Regions from separate parts of the Anser cygnoides genome. Here region 1 is linked to region 2. The links are chromatin contacts, called in public Hi-C maps. All regions are on one chromosome and are shown on one strand. The core of a region is the stretch at or near the end of the contact, and the rest is flanking DNA. Distances in the headings are between cores, read along the strand shown.

Evidence for each region. Hi-C and Micro-C count contacts between places; a contact is called where the count stands out from the background.
Region 1: a Hi-C map of liver shows a contact between it and region 2, with 1.9 times the contacts expected there. The contact joins two enhancer-like sites. A contact is called at or near these places in 5 of 7 Hi-C or Micro-C datasets (fetal liver, granulosa cells and liver).

Annotation. Positions count from the first base shown.
Region 1 is chr2:55,411,709-55,417,661 of Taihu_goose_T2T_genome, forward strand. All of the region lies in intron 17 of TNS3 (tensin 3), which reads left to right. Among named protein-coding and RNA genes, the nearest start is that of TNS3, 190 kb to the left of the region's middle. Within about 2 kb of position 2,918, at least 1 of the 3 cell types and tissues checked has open chromatin away from gene starts, as enhancers often do. A contact at or near this core is called in liver, where this site is marked.
Region 2 is chr2:55,247,773-55,253,425 of Taihu_goose_T2T_genome, forward strand. All of the region lies in intron 1 of TNS3 (tensin 3), which reads left to right. Among named protein-coding and RNA genes, the nearest start is that of TNS3, 23 kb to the left of the region's middle. Within about 2 kb of position 3,574, at least 1 of the 3 cell types and tissues checked has open chromatin away from gene starts, as enhancers often do. A contact at or near this core is called in liver, where this site is marked.

The DNA.
Region 1 (5,953 bases), core at 1,668-4,167, 160 kb after region 2:
CTGTTGTATAAGGAATCATTTATGCATACCGTGAACAAAACAAATTGGGGAAAAAGCAGGTTGACTAAATGAATATTAAGGATGAGGAAGACCTGGAGTGTTTTGCCCTCGGTACATCGTCTCTTGATGGAAATGGAGCATTCTAGCTGCAAGGAAAAATTCCAAGTTACATAGGTTAGGTGCAATAGCCAGTATCATTTCATGTCTCATCTGAATCTAGATGACAGTTGTAGTTCTGACCATAAAACACAGATGTTCTGATATTTTGTTTCAAATTGTGCACAGCACTTCAAAAGAACGTCACAAAACATCACAATGTTCTTCTAGCCATATAACTGAATACTGAAAAAGCAACCTGCTGTTCTCAGCTCTATGAGAAAAGAGGTAGATACCTTGAAACAGCAGAATTACTCTACTTTGGGTTGAGTGTTAAATGTTAACTAGAATTAAAAATGAAAACAGGTAAAAACATAACTCACCGAGTTTGGTAAAGTCAAAAGTGTATTCCTGCATGCTGGGGAGCAAACTAATGTACAGTGTCATGGGAAGTTATTCTCCAGACATGTTCACACTGATTTCCCTCCACAGGGCACAGCTGAAGTACCAGTTTAGTCCGACTCTATCCCCTGTGCATGTACATATATGCAGTAAACCTGAAGTACTCAGCATGCTTGCAGTGGAAGACTGTAAATATGCTATATATGAAAGAACACAAAACCATATAATTTAAGGTAAATGATCACGTAAAATAACAATAATGCCTTGTTGTTCGTTAGCAGTCTGTGGTAAAAGAGCACAGGCGTACTAGATATGGTTTACCTTACCTCTGAGTAGTCTTAAGGAATTAACCTGAGCAGGATACTCACTAAGGCAATTAACTAGCTGTTTCCACTACTTCAGCAACAGGAGGTGTAATTAATAGCACAAAGAAATGCTTGCTGACATGGAGATGAGGAAATAACCATGAATAAAGGATAACCAAAACAGCAGTTGACTGCTGATCAGTGATGATCAGTCTTACACCAAGTTTTAGGGTGAGCCATCTTCCCTGTGACTCAAACAGTCCTTCACCTAATGTGTGTATCAAGAGAATTTGTTGACCTGTAATGGAGCGAGTTGGCAGATCAGGGCTGAACCGCCCTGAGATTGAATGGAAATATCCACTAATCGGAGCTGAGTCAATAACAAACAGTAGTGGAGATGAATGGGATTGATGCACTGTGTGTGTGCCTAAACTGAGTGTTAAATAACGAGAGAGTGGTAGGATTATCTGGTTTCTAGAATCATAGAATGATAGAATGGTTTAGGTTGGAAAGGACCTTAAAGATCATCTAATTCCAACCCCCCTGCAGTGGGCGCCATTAGACCAGGTTGCCCAAAGCACCATCCAGCCTGGCCTTAAATGCTTCCAGGGATGGGGCATCTGCAACTTCTCTGGGCAACCTGTTCCATTGCCTCACCACCCTCTGAGTGAATAATTTCTTTGGAATATCTAATCTAAATCTACCCTCTTTTAGTTTAAAAGCATTACTCCTTGTCCTATCACTACACCCCCCGACGAAGAGTCCCTCTTCTGCTTTCCTGTAGGCCCCCTTGAGGCCGCTATAAGGTCTCCCTGGAGACTTCTCTTCTCCAAGGTGAACAACCCCAACTCTCTCAGCCTCTCTTCATAGAAGAGGTGCTCTAGTCCCTTGATCATCTTTGTGGCTGTCCTCTGGACTCGTTCTAGTATGTCCATGTCCTTCTTGTGCTGGGGGCCCCAGAGCTGAATGCAGTCCTCCAAGTGGGGTCTCACAAGAACAGAGTAGAGGGGGAGAATCACTTCCCTCGGCGTGCCTGCCACGCTTTTTGTGATGCAGTCCAGGATACAGTTGGCTTCCTTGGCTGCAAGCACACATTTCTGCTTGGGATTTCCCCAGCATTTCTGCTGTATTTCGCCTGTATTTCTGCTTGGGATTGCCCCAGCCCACATGCAGGACCTTGCACTTGGCCTGGTACAACTTCTTAAAGTTCACACAGACCCTCCTATCAAGCCTGTCAAGGTCCTGCTGGATGGCATCCCTTCCCTCCAGTGTGTCAACTGCACCACACAGCCTGGTATCATCAGTGAACTTGCTGAGGGTGCACTCAATCCCATTGTCCATTTCACCCACAAAGATGTTAAACAGTGCCAGTCCCAAAACTGACTGATGAGGAACAACACCACTCGTCACCGATCTCCACTTGGACATTGAGCTATTGACCGCAGCTCTTTGAGTGAGATCATCCAGTCAATTCCGTACCCACCGAGTGGTCCGTCCATCAAATCCATGTCTCTCCAGTTTAGAGACAAGGATATCGTGGGGGGCAGTGTCAAATGTTTTGCACAATCCAGGTAGATGATGCCAGTTTCTCATGCTATAACTCTGTCGTAGAAGGCCACCAGATTTGTCAGGCATGATCTGCCCTTAGTGAAACCATGCTGGCTTTTACCAATCACCAACTTATTTTCCATGTGCCTTAGCATAGTTTCCAGGAGAATCTGCTTCATGATCTTGCCAGGCACAGGGGCGAGACTGACTGGCCTGTAGTTTCCCAGGTCTTCCTTTATACCCTTCTAGTGTGAGCGTTCAGAGAATCCATGCCTTACAAATTCATGTACCTATTTTCAATGCCCTGCAAATAAATGTGTGTGAAGTCTGAGAATGTACACTGTTGCACGTTCATACCTCTCTGTTCACTTGTATGTTTCTGCACTGTTTGCAGAAACAGCAGATAAGCAGCTACCACTCCTTTCACACTTCTTCGCAGGGGCTTTTATACACATGTATCCTTAACAAGTTTGTCTTTATGCAGTATGTGTTACAGAATGTTCACTATTTAAAAAAAAATAAAAATGAAAGTGAACTATTTCCTTAAACTTGACTGAGCAAAGTTCTTCAACACAGTTGTCATTCCCTGAAGTGTTTTTCATAATCCCTTCTTTAGAAATCTTTTTGGTAAAATTGCTGCTGGTTCCACTGGCACATTTGGCCCAGTTTTTACAGCTGGATATATATGATTGTATATGGACCTGCATGTGCAGCTATTTTTTATGTAATTGATGTATGCACTTTTGGCATTTGAATGAACTGTCAAACTGTGGCACATAACTATAAATAAAATTGTGCAAAGTACTGACTGCTCTTGTAATGGTGTTCTGGACTCTGTCCAAAATGAAGTCTTGGCTTAAGTACTCATTGTTTTTGAGAACAGGAGGAAGTAGATAATGATCCTTGTTTGTTTATTTAATGTTGTAAGATGTGTCTTAATGAACCATGCAGAACAGTGGTTGAGCTTTTTCACTCAGTGCTATGTGCATAGCTTGTCAGAGGTGAATCAGTGCTCTGTATATGAAAGAAATTCTAATTTTTGCTTTTACATGAGCTGAGTTACATTAAGATGAGTTTGGTGGGGTTTCTGGTAGTAAATGAAGATACCATGTACTAGTAACACAGTGCTGCAGTAGTTCTTCATTTTCAGTTTCGGGAAAGTATGGACTCTCTATGTTCTCTCTTTACTTCACTCTATGCATATTCTTTCATGCCTAGTAATGTATGATCTTAATCTGCTGTTAGAGATCACTTGTAAGACTTGCTTCCTCTAACCAGCCATCTTTTATCACAAGTATTGTCCCTGAGATGTAGGGAAGGAAAGCTAAAACAATGTTTTGATCGTACCTAGCAAACTGTAAAAGCAGAAAACAGAAAACTTTTTACCCATTTTCAGTAAAACCTACCACTACTTTCAACCATGTCTCATTCCCATCTCCCTCTTAAAATGGCATGATTTGTTGCTTTAGAAAATCTTGGAAGCATGTCCTATGAGGAGAGGCTGAGAACACCTCAGTGGAACAGGCTTCCTAGAGAGGTGGTTGATACCCCATTTCCATCAGTGTTCAACAGGCGTTTGGGTAATGCCATTAATAATATGTTTTTACTTTTACTTTTCAGAAAAATGTAGCCTGTTTCCATCACCATGATTAAGAGATAAATGTCTATGTAAGTGAGCATGAGTAAGGGAGGGACTGTCTTTTCCATAAGGTCAAAATTCTGTTGTTTCTCTTAGCTAATTCTAATCATCTTTTACATGCGTGAGTTAAAATTTTCTTTGAATATATTGCCTTAAAACTTCCTCAGGTCCTTAATGCGGTGGGTGCAATGCAGATATACGGTTGTTACAGTCTTACATTTTGCAGGAGACTAGATGGTTTTTCAGCTCAATAAATATTTCATTAAAGTAGACAAAGCCATCTTCCTTCCCGCCCTCAAAAAAATCCCTACATCTCTAGATGACATGGAAAATTAAGAATAACAAGGTGGCTAAACATCTGCAATATCTTCAGAGGTTATTACTTTATCAAAAATAAATCTTTGAAAATGATTCAAATTATGGTTTCATAAATCATGCTACAGCATAGCTACATGCTTCAGACAGAGGAGGAGAAGGAAATAAATCTTTTTTTTTTTGCTTACTTTATTAAATAATAATTTTAAAAAGCATTGAACTATTCCAGATGTTTCCATTCACTCTGTTATGTTCCATGGGAGAGCAAACCCAGTCCATCTGAAAGACCTGAAGTGACAGTTTTTAATTGAACTACAGTTAAAAAAATGAGTTTTTTAGTTTAAAATTGAGTTTGAATTCAAATGTTTTAGCTAAACTACATTTAGTTAAACTAATTTGTAAGCTAAAGTTAAAAATGGAATTGTAATTGCATTTAGCAGCACTGTAATTTTTTGGTCAATTTATGCCATGTTCATTTCACTCCAGAAATATTTATCAGTCATGTAACTTCCAGGATGTGTGCCTGACAGTAGCATCATTATGAAATTTCTGTATGGGTGTACAGATATGACTGAGTTTTGCAAGAGGTATACCACCCATAATTGGCACAGTGTAGAAGGGCCAAGAAGCCAAAGTGTCCAGATGTATGAAGCTGCTCTGTCTTGTGCAGAAAGATTTAATGGCCTATGCGGATTTGGGGTAGAGTTCAGATCTTTTAATTTGCTTGTTAGGCTGTTGGGTTATCAAGTGTCTGAATCCTAGACTACTTCCCATTCTAAGTAAGGAAAAACAATACTTTGCTTATGCATCATTGTTAAACATGGGACATTTTTTTTGAGAACAAAGAGATTTTTATGACTGCAATAATACTTCCTACTACATTTGAGAAAGGTTAAGACACTGAAGTTATCACAGACACCACTCAATCAGCTTTTGTTCTACTGAATCCCTTTGAAACAGTGTTCCTGTAGAGATAGGGATCTGAACCTTTGGACATAATTGGTGTTGAATACATAAAAGTTGGAATGATTGTTTGTTTTAATCTTACAAGTAGCGTAGGTTTATTTTCAGAAGATAATGCAGCTCACTGATCAGTACTGCGTTCCTGTGTGTAGATGAGGAGGTACCTTTTAGTTGGAACATTATGGTATAGTTTCTCTTTGGATTAATTACAAGTTATTTCCTTGCTTGACTAAACAGTCAGAGTGCAGGAATCAATTTGCAGAAGGGGGTGGTTGAGGAAGGAGATGCCAGTGAATTCACCAACACCTTTTTGCAGGGAGACAGGAGACTAGCAGCATGTTATCTGCTGGTATTTCCTATCCAAACAGGACAAACTCCTGGTTGCTTACCAGCTTCACGTACTGACCATGTGCTGTCTAGATTATTGAGCTCTGACAGGAGTCAAAGTGGGAATCTGGCAAAATAACAAAGCTGAGTGAGAAGTTTATCCTTTATATACTGCAAAACTTGATGAAATTTAAAAGGGACTGGAGGCAGGAGGCAAATTTTCATGTTCAGCCATAAGCTGAAAGGACTTTATGTTACATATTTCATGAAACAATGTTCTCTGCGTGTATTCTGTATTTTTGTACAATCAAAAATAATGTCATTTTGTTTCAGCTGGACATATATTTGCTTGTCCTTT
Region 2 (5,653 bases), core at 2,324-4,823:
CACCCTTGATCAAGCGCCACATGCTGAAGAGCCTGACTTTAATTTCAATCACACTTGCAGACATTTCAAGCTCTACTGCAGCACTGCTGAAAGACTTGTATCAGGGGAATTGACTCTGAATGACTTGCAAGCATGGAGATCTTCAGTGTTATGCCTGCTTTATTACTCATTTCAGCTTGATTTACTGCTGATTTTTAACTTGTAAGCAAACTATCTCCACAAAGTAAATTGTGTCAGCAGTCAAGCTGACTGTTGTACAGTAAATGTGTGACATTTTTGAAACGTGTGTTCTGCAGTCTGAAGAAGCTATTGCACACTGCCGTTAATCTCGGGGCCCTTCTCATTTCCTACCTTGGGCTCCAAGGCCATACTTAACCGTAAACAAGTGAGTCTCTATCTGATGGTTTCTGTACATCTCTGCTGTGGTTCACTGTAGCTTTCTGTGAGTCTGGAGACACACAGTCCTCAATTCATAAACACTGAAAATATTATTGAATGTTATATATTTTGTATTCAAAATACAAGTCCTCAATTCCCGTGGCACTAGAAAAGGAGCAGCAAAACATTAGAGATGGCATGTTCAGCACTGACAAAATGACTCTTGTCTCAAATGTCATAGTATCTTTATAATTCATAGGAAGTGAATGAGAGGCAGAAAAGCTTCTCTTTCCTCAGGTGTGCTTGTAATTTGCCAGTCTTGGTCAATGCAACACACAAACATAGGCAGTGCAGATTTCATTCAAAGTATACTATTTAATGCTTACTTCTGCTCAGAACATGAAGAAAAAGAAACTGGAATAATTTTTATTAGCACAGAGATCAGTCAGAGGAATTCAGCTGTCTTAAACATACTCTCCCAGGTTTTCACCCAACTTCTAGCTGTGCCATTCTGACCCTGAGGGAGAGATAGTAAGGCAGAATGGGTAGGGAGAAACCTCTGTTGACCAGGAATAGGGTGATTAATTGAGTTGTGCCATGATACATTGCAGGGCAACTGACAGGAGGAAGGGGGATAGGCCAAATTTTCACCAGGTCCATGAAAGGCAAAACTGTGCTGTTAATATGCATCCCTTTTACCACCTAAGGACAATACTAAGTTTGAATCCAGCTCTGGCAAACATTTTTTTCTCTTTTGCGCTTCAGATGCTGAAACCTGTGTTTCTTTACTGCAGTGGGGTGGCATTTAAATTGAATGCCCTTTGGTTTACAAAAGGAGGAAAGATAAATAGCAAGAGCATTTAAAAGAAGCAGCAAATTCTATAAGCAGCAAAATTTATTAAAACTGTTTTCCTGTGCTTTAGTCTTGGGGTCAGTCTCCTGAATGGATTTTTTGATAAATAAGGACGTGCTCTCATGACTGTGTTCTTTTGATGGAAGCATATACAGTTTTCATCTTCCAGCTAACTCCTGTTTGCAGGAAACTTGAAGGAACTATCATAAGGCCTTCTTATATTTTGGCCAGGATTGACGTTACCAAATTAAAAAACAGCTAGGGAAGAAACTAAAGACAGAGATCTAAAGCACATATATTTCTGTACTCACAAGTAATAGTTAGGAAACCAAGCTAAAAATAAAAGGAAAAGACAAATGCGTTTTGTAAGACTAACATAGCATGCTTTCTTGCAGTTAAATGTTCAGTATGTGCCACCTCTCACACTACAGTTTGCTGTGAAATTACAGCTTTTCACAAGCATTAATCAAGCACATGTTTTATAGTAAGCTAGATGGCTTCTGGAATAAATGATCAGCCAAAGCTGAGCCAGAAAAGTCTGCCAAACTTGCATAAGGATGCTCTGTCATAGACATGTTTAAAAAACTCAGTTTTTAGCAATTCAGACGGCAATGAGAGGTATTTTTTTTTAAAGGAGTATATATAAATTAAACACGTGTACCTTTTTTTCATAATTAACTCTCTCGTATTGTTAAACATTTGATAAAGGTCACACAGGCAACAAGCAAAAGTACTGTTGGAATTTTTATTTTACCATAAAACTTCAAGTAATTTTACTCTATTTTAACTGTTCTAGCTAATTATTAGAGACAGTGAACGATTCACCTTTTGAGGAAGGTGGCATTTGTCCTGTGTATCCATCAGGGAGAAGAAGGCTGTTCAGTGATTACTGAAAACACAACTGAAACTGTGCTTATTTAGCAATTTCTGCAATTTCATCAGAATGCTGAAATTTCATTGGAATGGCCAAATAAGGTTGAATAGGCTGGGTCTGTGACGGTAGAATTAACCTCTATTCATCAGTCTCTGCTGTTGGAAGTACCTGAGCATAATAGTGCTAGGATACTAGCATTTGTACTGCTGATTAAACCTTACCCTGGGATCCTATCCAAGGAAAAGAAAGTAACTTTCCTTAGAACAAGAGCATTCTCCTTCTTAAGTTTATTTTCAGGTATGCCGTTACAAAGTGCTGAACATGAGATCTCCCTTCCTTTTCTATACCTATAAATTACAGAGCAATATTTAATAAAGTTCTGCAGGGCACAAGAGTTAAGACTGCATGATGTGCACACTTGAGGTTTCTGTGGCCACGTTTGCAAACAATGAGGTGTTTTTATCTTGTTTCCTTTGGGGAACAACTTTTGTGTAATCTGGTTAAATGGTACAAGTATGCGTGTGTATACACACAATTTATCCCGAGGCAGAAATATGAATGAATTGTTAAAGGTCAGTGGTTGCCTGGTTGCTGAGCCAATGGTAAAAGACCCTCCTCTAATAGGCCAAAGTGCTTTACTTTCTTGGTTATGTTCACTCACATAAGTTACTGGAATGTGGATGAAAAATCCTCTTGAAGATTGTTAAAACACTAAGTGCAATGTATCTTTGACATGCTTGCTGCTCGTACTGTAACTTACTCCTAGCATGCATTATGTCAGCCTGATAACTTAGCTTCAGATGGTCTCTGAAGTCATAAACTCAGCAGTGTGATTTCAAAATACAATCTCTGTCTGGTGTGTTTCGATTTGCTTGTGTTGTGTCATTTTATGGGGACTATTTAAAACTGAATCTTAGAAGTTCACCAAGTTTCATTTGCTAAAACTTCTCCACATGAGAATCACAGCAATGAGTGTTACAAAAGAAGCGGGAAGGCCTTGGAAAAAACGGTCACAAAAGTCTGTCTTGTAGTTATGCAACCACTGTACATCTGTCTGCTATTGCAGCAGGCAGAGGAATGAGCATAGGCTCCAAAATAAGCATAGGCTTCATAGAGCTTGAAAGAGAAATTCCCCTCCTGAACGAGAGATTTGAGTATGAGCTAACTTCCCTTATTTTAGGCTTAGCTCTCTTCTCCATTGCGAAGAAACAGAAACTATCTAGTTTATTTCAGTGGTGGGATAAGGAGGGAGCAAGAAGATCAGTCAGTTTAAATTTGATGTACGCGAGCTATTCTGTACAAATTCTGCTTTTGTAAAGTTGGGAGTTCTTTTAAGAAACACCCCCCTTTCTGAACTGCCGGGACACCGCTGACAGCGCCTGGGAGCGGACACAAGCCCCCTGCTTTCTCTCCGTGACGGCGCGCGAGAGGTCCGGCGGCCCAGGCAGCCACCCCGCTCCGGCCGCCCTCGCGAGAGCGGCTGACGGGGCTGGGCGGGACCGGGGGCGGCCCCCTCCCGCCCCCTCCTGCAGGGGCGGCCCCTCGGAACATGGGGAGACCAGGACGAGCGTAGGGGGCCCGGCGCAGCAGTTCGGGCCGGGAGAGTCCAGAAGTTTGGGCATCTCGATCGGGAGCCGTGGTATCCAGCCATGGCTTCTCGGAGCTTGGCACCCTCCACAAGCATCGCAGCCTCCCAGCCAGAGCTCCGGGGCGAACACGCTGCCCCCAGGTGTCAGGCTGCACACTGTGCCCTACTCTTAGGCCAGCAAAACCACCTTCCCCCCATCCATTCTCTTGCACCTCCTCCCCCCGAGCAGCGCAGGGGAATGGGGGTTGCGGGCAGTCTATAGCACTTCTCTGCCGCTCCTTCACCATCAGACTCTGCCCCTGCTCCCCGTGGGGTCCCTCCCACGGGATGCCGTCCTTCCCGAACTGAGCCTGCGGGGGCTGCCCACAGCCAGCAGCTCTTCAAGAACTGCTCCCACACGGCTCCGTACCACGGGGTCCATCCCCAGGAGCAAACTGCTCCAGCACGGGTCCCCCATGGGCGGCAGCTCCCCCCAGACCCCTGCTCCTGCGGGGGCTCCTCTCCACGGGCTGCAGCTCCGGCCCGGGGCCTGCTCCTGCGGGGGCTCTCCATGGGCCGCAGCCTCCTCCAGGCCACATCCACCTGCTCCACCGGGGGCTCCTCCACGGGCTGCAGCGTGGAGATCTGCTCCGTGTGGGACCCATGGGCTGCAGGGGGACAGCCTGCTCCACCAGGGGCCTCTCCACAGGCCGCAGGGGAACTGCTGCTGCCTGCCTGGAGCACCTCCTCCCTCTCCTTCTTAGCTGACCTTGGTATCTGCAAGGCTGTTTCTCATTCCTCACTCTCCCAGCTGCTGTTGTGTAGTAGGTTGTTTTTTTTTTCTTTTTCTTTTTTTTTTTCTTTCCCCTTTCTTAAATATGCTCTCACAGAGGCGCAAACAGCATCGCTTATTGGCTCAGCTCTGGGCAGTGTCAGGTCCCTTTGGAGCCGGCTGAAACTATCTAACATGGGGCAGCTTCTGGATTCTTCCCACTGCTGCCTCTACGGGGCCCAGATTTGGGACGTGAAGAGAAAGCTTCCTGCCCTGGTTTATCCCTTGGACAATTACCTGTTACTGATTTTTCAGGTAGGCAATGATGAAGCTTCAAGATGAAGTCCGAGAGCAATCAAGAGAGACTTCAGGGCCTTGGTACAACTAGTTAAGGGGTCAGGAGCACAGGTGGTGTTTTTCTCAATACCTCCAGTTGCAGAGATTGGCGAGGCGAAGAACAGGGAGAGCCAGCAAATCAATATCTGGCTCCAAACCTGGTGTCATGAGCAGGACTTTGTTTTTTTTGATCATGGGTCATTTTACAAGACACCAGGCCTGCTGGCAATGGATGGGGTTCACCTGTCTCTAAGGGGGAAAAGGATCTTTGCTCGGAAGTTAGCACTACTCATTAATAGGGCTTTAAACTAGATTTGAAGGGGGAAAGGGATAAAATCAGGCTGGACAGAGACAAGCCGGGGGTAGCAGAACAATTGTTAAGGGATGATGTGTTAGCAAGGTCCATCGGTCTTCTGCCCCTGTTGAGGTAGGGGATGGAGAGCCATGTGGCACCAAAGGCACAAGGAACATTGGCGGGTTAGAAATGACAAAAATGACTGGGAATGGTCATGCAGGAATTAGGGCATCTCACTGCAAAAAGATGATGGGATCACTAGCCCAACTGAACTGCATCTACACCAATGCACGCAGTGTGGGCAACAATCAGAAGGAGCTGGAAAGCCATTGTGCAGCAGTAAAACTATGACATACTTGTCATCACAGAAACATTGCTTGCACAATTAGATCACTGCAATGAATGGCTACAAACTCCTCAGAAGGGATAGGCTAGGAAGGAGAGGCAGTGGGGTAGCCCTGTATGCTAGGGAGTGTTTTCATTGTCTAGAGCTGAACAGTGGTGAGTGTTTATGGGTAAGAACCAGGGGAAAGGCCAATGAGGCAGATGTCATGGTGGGCGTCTGTTATAGACTGCCT